Linked DNA regions of Danio rerio: region 2 is linked to region 1. A link is a contact called in public Hi-C data. All regions are on one chromosome and are shown on one strand. The core of a region is the stretch at or near the end of the contact, and the rest is flanking DNA. Distances in the headings are between cores, read along the strand shown.

What was found. Hi-C and Micro-C count contacts between places; a contact is called where the count stands out from the background.
Region 2: a contact with region 1 is called in a Hi-C map of an unstated tissue, with 3 times the contacts expected there. The contact joins the promoter of jarid2b here to the promoter of LOC141379108 in region 1. A contact is called at or near these places in 1 of 18 Hi-C or Micro-C datasets (an unstated tissue) and 1 of 4 datasets of contacts at active chromatin or transcription factors (embryo).

The regions. Positions count from the first base shown.
Region 1 is chr19:28,109,261-28,112,127 of GRCz12tu, forward strand. It overlaps LOC141379108 (protein FAM13A-like), which reads left to right and starts at 1,524. Exons shown (of 7, transcript XM_073931771.1): 1 at 1,524-1,878; 2 at 2,144-2,261; 3 at 2,338-2,544. The coding sequence starts at 1,834.
Region 2 is chr19:28,384,183-28,387,049 of GRCz12tu, forward strand. It overlaps jarid2b (jumonji and AT-rich interaction domain containing 2b), which reads left to right and starts at 1,518. Exons shown (of 18, transcript NM_001202459.1): 1 at 1,518-2,023. The coding sequence starts at 1,979.

The DNA of each region.
Region 1 (2,867 bases), core at 274-2,773:
CCTATAGCACATATTATTTTAGTATTTTCAAGATAAACAGAATGTATAAGTGCAATATATATTAAATATATATATATATATATATATATATATATATATATATATATATATATATATATATATATATATATATTTGCACTCTTTCAACATAAAGGTTTACCATTGCACAACAAGAATTGTGATTTAACTTTTCAACTATGAAAACAAGTTTTACAAAGATATTTTGCCACTGATTATTCAAAACTTAAGGTTGTGAACTAGCAGTGTTATGCTGCGTTGAAACATCACTGTCACTGTAAACAACAGGCTAATAAAAATATAACAAACCAGCAATCTTCTTGCTGTGAGGTGGTCAAACTACCCATTGTGCCACCGTGACACCCATTTTTTTATCATTATTATTATTAATATTATTATTATTATTATAATTAAATAAAAATTAACAGGAGGAGGTGTTTAAAACCTTCGTTCTCCATGACACTAGGCTGAATATCTTTGCAGATGAACAGTGCAATAGCATTCGTTATTGGCGTAGAGCGAGCAGAACTGTTGCGCACGGAAAAAAAAAACTTGCAATGCTTTTCTCACCACTTTTGGAGCTGGTGGAAGCAGTGCGAAAGCCGGGGATGCAGGAACACTGGAAGATGCTTTCACAACAACACCGTGGTGCCGCTTCAAGTGAGATATCAGATTAGTCGTACTGCCCGCGTATTTTACAGATGCGCGGCACATTTTGCAAATTGCATCTGTCCTGTCATGTCGTCCATCCTTAAATCCATAATGTTGCTTGCCATACTTTAGATTTAAAACTCAGTGGGGAATAAAATGTTTGTTTTGCTTCTCGCGCTTTCTGAGGGCGCACCACTAGCTTCATCCGCACACCTGATACACTGAGTTGTAGTGTGAGTGTACACATCCGCAAATCCGTTGCTAAGGCTTACTTTATGTAGGTCAATTAAATTATGCGCCAAAAACAGGTTGACAACTCTTGTTAATAAATAAAAAATACATTCTATATTAAAAATATGCATCTTGCATCTTGATTTGCTTCCAAAATTTCATTCATCCTCTGCTGCTCAACCGATGCACTCGCATCGTGCACGCGCATGACCGCGTATCGATACATATCGGTTAATCTTCCCATCCCTAATATATATAAATAAATATATATATATATATATATATATATATATATATATATATATATATATATATATATATATATATATATATATATATATATATATATACAACTAGGGAAAAACGAAAATATTTAGTTTATAATTTATTATTTCTGTTTAGTTTCTTTTATATTTTGATCATTTTCCTGTTTGAATTGTATGTAATGTTGTTCTTGTTTGTGAATAAATTTGTTATATAAAATCTGTTCTTGTTGTTTGGAATTTTGCCCATTTTCAGTTCTGAAACTTAAGTGTATTGAATCGTTTTGTTGCCTATTAAAACTTGTTGTTTGGCTTTCCTCATAAAATGTAACAATTATGATGCAGTTGTAGTTTTTTAATCTAGTGACGTGAATTAGAATCTATTATATAGAACGATAGGAGTTACGGCAGGTTTAAATGCACATTATTGAAATTCTTTGTTGGGTGTTCAGGCGTTTGTAGTAGTGAGTGGTTTGTGCAGTTGGCGATTTTTCGATTGATTACGGTTATTTTTTATCGGTTATCGACACTTTTTTCGGACTTGGACTACGGCTTTGGATTTGTGTTTTATCTGATTTTGACGATTGGCTCTGACTCGGTTTTGGATTCCCGTTAACGACCCTTTTCCGGATTTGACTCACGGCTTTGGACACCCCTCGGATTGGTTATCATGAATATAAAAGCCCATTTTAAAATGGGAGTTTTATCAGTGTGTGTGAGTATGCGATGTTTACACATTAAACATTAATAATGATACACAAATGCTTACTGTTAACTTGATAACATTTAATTAAGACTCCATAAACTCATCACTACTTGTTGTCATTATTGTTTTATTATTCCTGTAAGTTGGTCTTGGAGAAATATAATAAATGTAATATTTCCTAATCCACTCAGTTATCCTATAAACTTTATACTCACTTTATCATGCACTGCTCTGTACAAATGTTATTTTCTTCCTAAACCTCTTTCTTGTGCAGGACCAAGCACAAAGCAAGGTGGTTGGTGTGCCCTTGTCCAATCTGAGGAAGAACGGTCAGATGAGGCAGGGGCTTCCTCTAGCACTTACACACTTAGTGGGCTTCCTGGAGAAGCATGGTGAATGCTGTGTTTCACAGTGTTTCCATGTGTTTGTCACTTATGCTGAGACTGTAAAATACATGTTTGTGTTTAGGCCTCAATACAAGCGGCCTGTTTAGGGTTGGTGGGACACAACTGCGCCACCATGAACTGAGGAAATGTTTTGATAAAGGAGGATTTCCAAAGTTGAACACGGAGGATGTTCATTCCTCAGCCTCTGCACTGAAACTTTTCCTCAGTGTTCTTCCCGGTGGCCTTATTCCTGAGCCACACATGATTGAACTGCTGGAGGTGTTCATGAGTAAGTTGAGATGCTGATGAGTGAACATTTAGTCTACTTGCTCCACATCCAAATAGATCTATCAAAATCCTGAGATCTTTATCTTGTAGTTTTCAAACTGAGAAAACTTCACCAGGCAGTGAGAAAAATCATGGACACCCTTCCAGAGGAACACTTTAACATCCTGTCCTATTTAGCTTACTTCCTGTCACGAGTGGCTGGTGAGAGTTGTCAACCGCATGACCACCACAAACCTGTCCATAGTGTTTGGACCAATCATTTTTCAGTAAGTGTACATCTGTATTCAACTGATGTTGTGTGTACTTCCGAGAGATAACTTCAGT
Region 2 (2,867 bases), core at 268-2,767, 270 kb after region 1:
ACAACATCATGATTTGGTTAAAACAGTCATGCACATTGTGTAAAATCTCTAGGCATTTGAGAGTGATAACAAATATATATTGATAAACGGCAGATTATGGCATACTCAGTTTTTCTTCTTTTATATAAAAAGTAAAAATTGTGTCTACATGAAAACACAAACACATGCTATGAAGAGCTGTCGAGCACAAAGTGACTTCAAACAAAAGAGATAACAGAAGATTTCACTAGCTTATAAAGTGGTTTAGTTTCAGAAGACAAATGACAAAATGGCATACAAAAGGAGTAGTTTTTAAAACACCCATGTGTGCATGGAAAGGGTTTACAGCGGAGATGCCCAAACATGGGCCTGCGGACCATAGTTGGCCCATGGTAACTTTGATTTGGCCCACGGTCCCATCTGAGAAGAAAGGAAGAATGACAGGTATTTAATTATATAGATTTAGCAGATAATGCCATTTCTGATTTAACTTAACAATTTGTTGGTTTTATTGTTAAGCTTTAAAATCTAAATAAATAATACAATTGAAATTAAATATTGTAAATTAATCAGATTTTTTAAATGTAAATACTGTCACCTTGCAGGTAGAGGACAATGCACAAGACCTCATCAACTTGACTAGCATTTACAGCATTGAACTCCATTGTGATATAAAATTGTTTTTATTTTAATAAATTCATTATAAGATGTACAACTATACAATTCATTAGGTAATATTGTTAGTTATTTTTGCTTTTTTATTTTTGAATACTAATAAATAAATGTAATTAAAAAAATTGAAATAAACACTTAAAAATAAATACTGCTTTATTTACCTTCGTGCCACAACCCTCAACCAAGAATGTTTTTAGTCCTTAAAAAAAATGTTTGCCCACCTCTGGTCTACAGGACCCCATGTGTGCAAAGCTTAACATAGTTGTAGTCTGTATGTAAAACTTTTCAAAGTCATGAAGCAATATTTTTCATGTAAATGTACCCTAAATATCTTGTTTTTGAGTTGCAACATAGTATGATGCTACAGTATATCATAATAGTTGTAATGCCAACTAAACCAATCTGCAAGTGTTTGGGAGGAAAGTTGAATGATACAGTTTTTTTAAGTGTCCTTTATTCACTCTTATTTGTTCCAAACCTTTATGAGTTTCTTTCTTCCATTGAATGAAATTATATTTAGAAGAAATCAGGAATTCTGTAACCACTGACTTCCAATATATTCGTTCCTGCAATGAAAGTCAATGGTTACAGATTTTCAGATTTCTTTAAAATAGGGATGTCCCAATCAGGTTTTTTTTTTTTTTTTTTTTGCTCTCGAGTTCGTCATTTGAATGACTTCCATAATACATAAAAATCCTTTGTGACTGAATCGCCCATTCATTTATTCGCCAACTCTGAAGTTGTGTTCGTTTCTGTGCTCGTGGTTATTTTGCGACGCTCCCTAAGCTCTTTAAAGTTACCGCTGAGCGTGCTGTGGGGTGTGATAGGCTGCTTAAAGAAAGAAGCGTCGCCTTGTGTTCACAAGAGCCCGTGGTGCTGCTGGAGTTCACTCACTGTCTGCTAGCTCCAGCCAAAACGAACCCTTTTCCTTTTTTTTAAATTGTATTTATTTCATCCTACCATTGGATATGCCTTTTAAAAACAAGATGTAACTGGCCACCGAACAATTACATCCTCACTTGAATGAACCTACATGTTTTAAAGAGCCGGGATGAACATCACTGATGGAAGTTTATTGTGGCGAATGCTTTTAACTATGGTGTGCCGATGTGATTGTTTATTTTGCCCTCTATCCTTGGCGATGGGTCCCTAATTTTTGGGATTATTAATTCCGCGATTCTACAAGGAATCCTCGGCGATCGAAGAGGGAATTCTGCACAGCCAGGCAAACTACAGGGGATTTAAATCGGAGACGAGAAGAGAAGCAGGAAGAAAATTCATGTGGCGATTCTCTGCTTAACAATAAATCATTTTGGATTGCAGAATGAGCAAGGAAAGACCTAAGAGGAATATCATTCAGAAGAAATACGTAAGTGTTGATCTTTCGTATGCGGCTGATCTTAAGTTTGTTCGATGGTCTTTGTGTCGATGTGAAATGCGTAAACTTTGATCACGGATGGCTCTTGTTGTGCCAAGTCTGGCTTTGAAAACGAAATAAATGCATCACACTATGTTCACACCACTTCAATAGATTTAAAGGGCTTCCTCTGAAGTTCCAGGGACGCCTATTTTCTTTTGCTTTTACTCTGAAATCATCATTGGCGATGATTGTTTTGCACGACAGATGTAAGCTTGCAAAACTCGTTTGTAAACCTGGACGTGTTTTGTTTTGTTGTTGTTGGCAAACTCCAGTGTCAAATTAATGTTATTGTGATCAGAATGGCTTTGTTTGCTCTTCTATGCCTCAAGTCTCCAAGCGGCGAGGACAACCACATCGCCCTCTTTTATTCTGGGATCTGTTTTCACGAGCAGGATTCTGCAAAAAGACACAAGTCATAAAAACAACTGTCCCAACTCCCCTGGCATCACCCATTTGTTTATTTCGGATGTAACGTTCTTTAAGTGTAAGCAATGGGTTCTTTAATGTTCTCAAAGTAACTGTGCAAAGAAAGTATTTCCTCTGCCCTTGACGACAGAGGAGGCTTTAAATTGGTGGCAGATGTAAAGTTCATTTATTAAGATTCAGAAGAGAGGATTGTCCTCAGTCTTAACATATTAAAATGAATACACGACCTTAGTCATTAATATGGGGGATTGCTTTCCCTGAAAGACGTTTTTTTGTCTCCTTTAACTCGATGAGTCTCTGCACGTTTTAAGCTATATAAGCCATTAAATGCTTACCGATCGTAATATTACACACCAGATTTTATTAA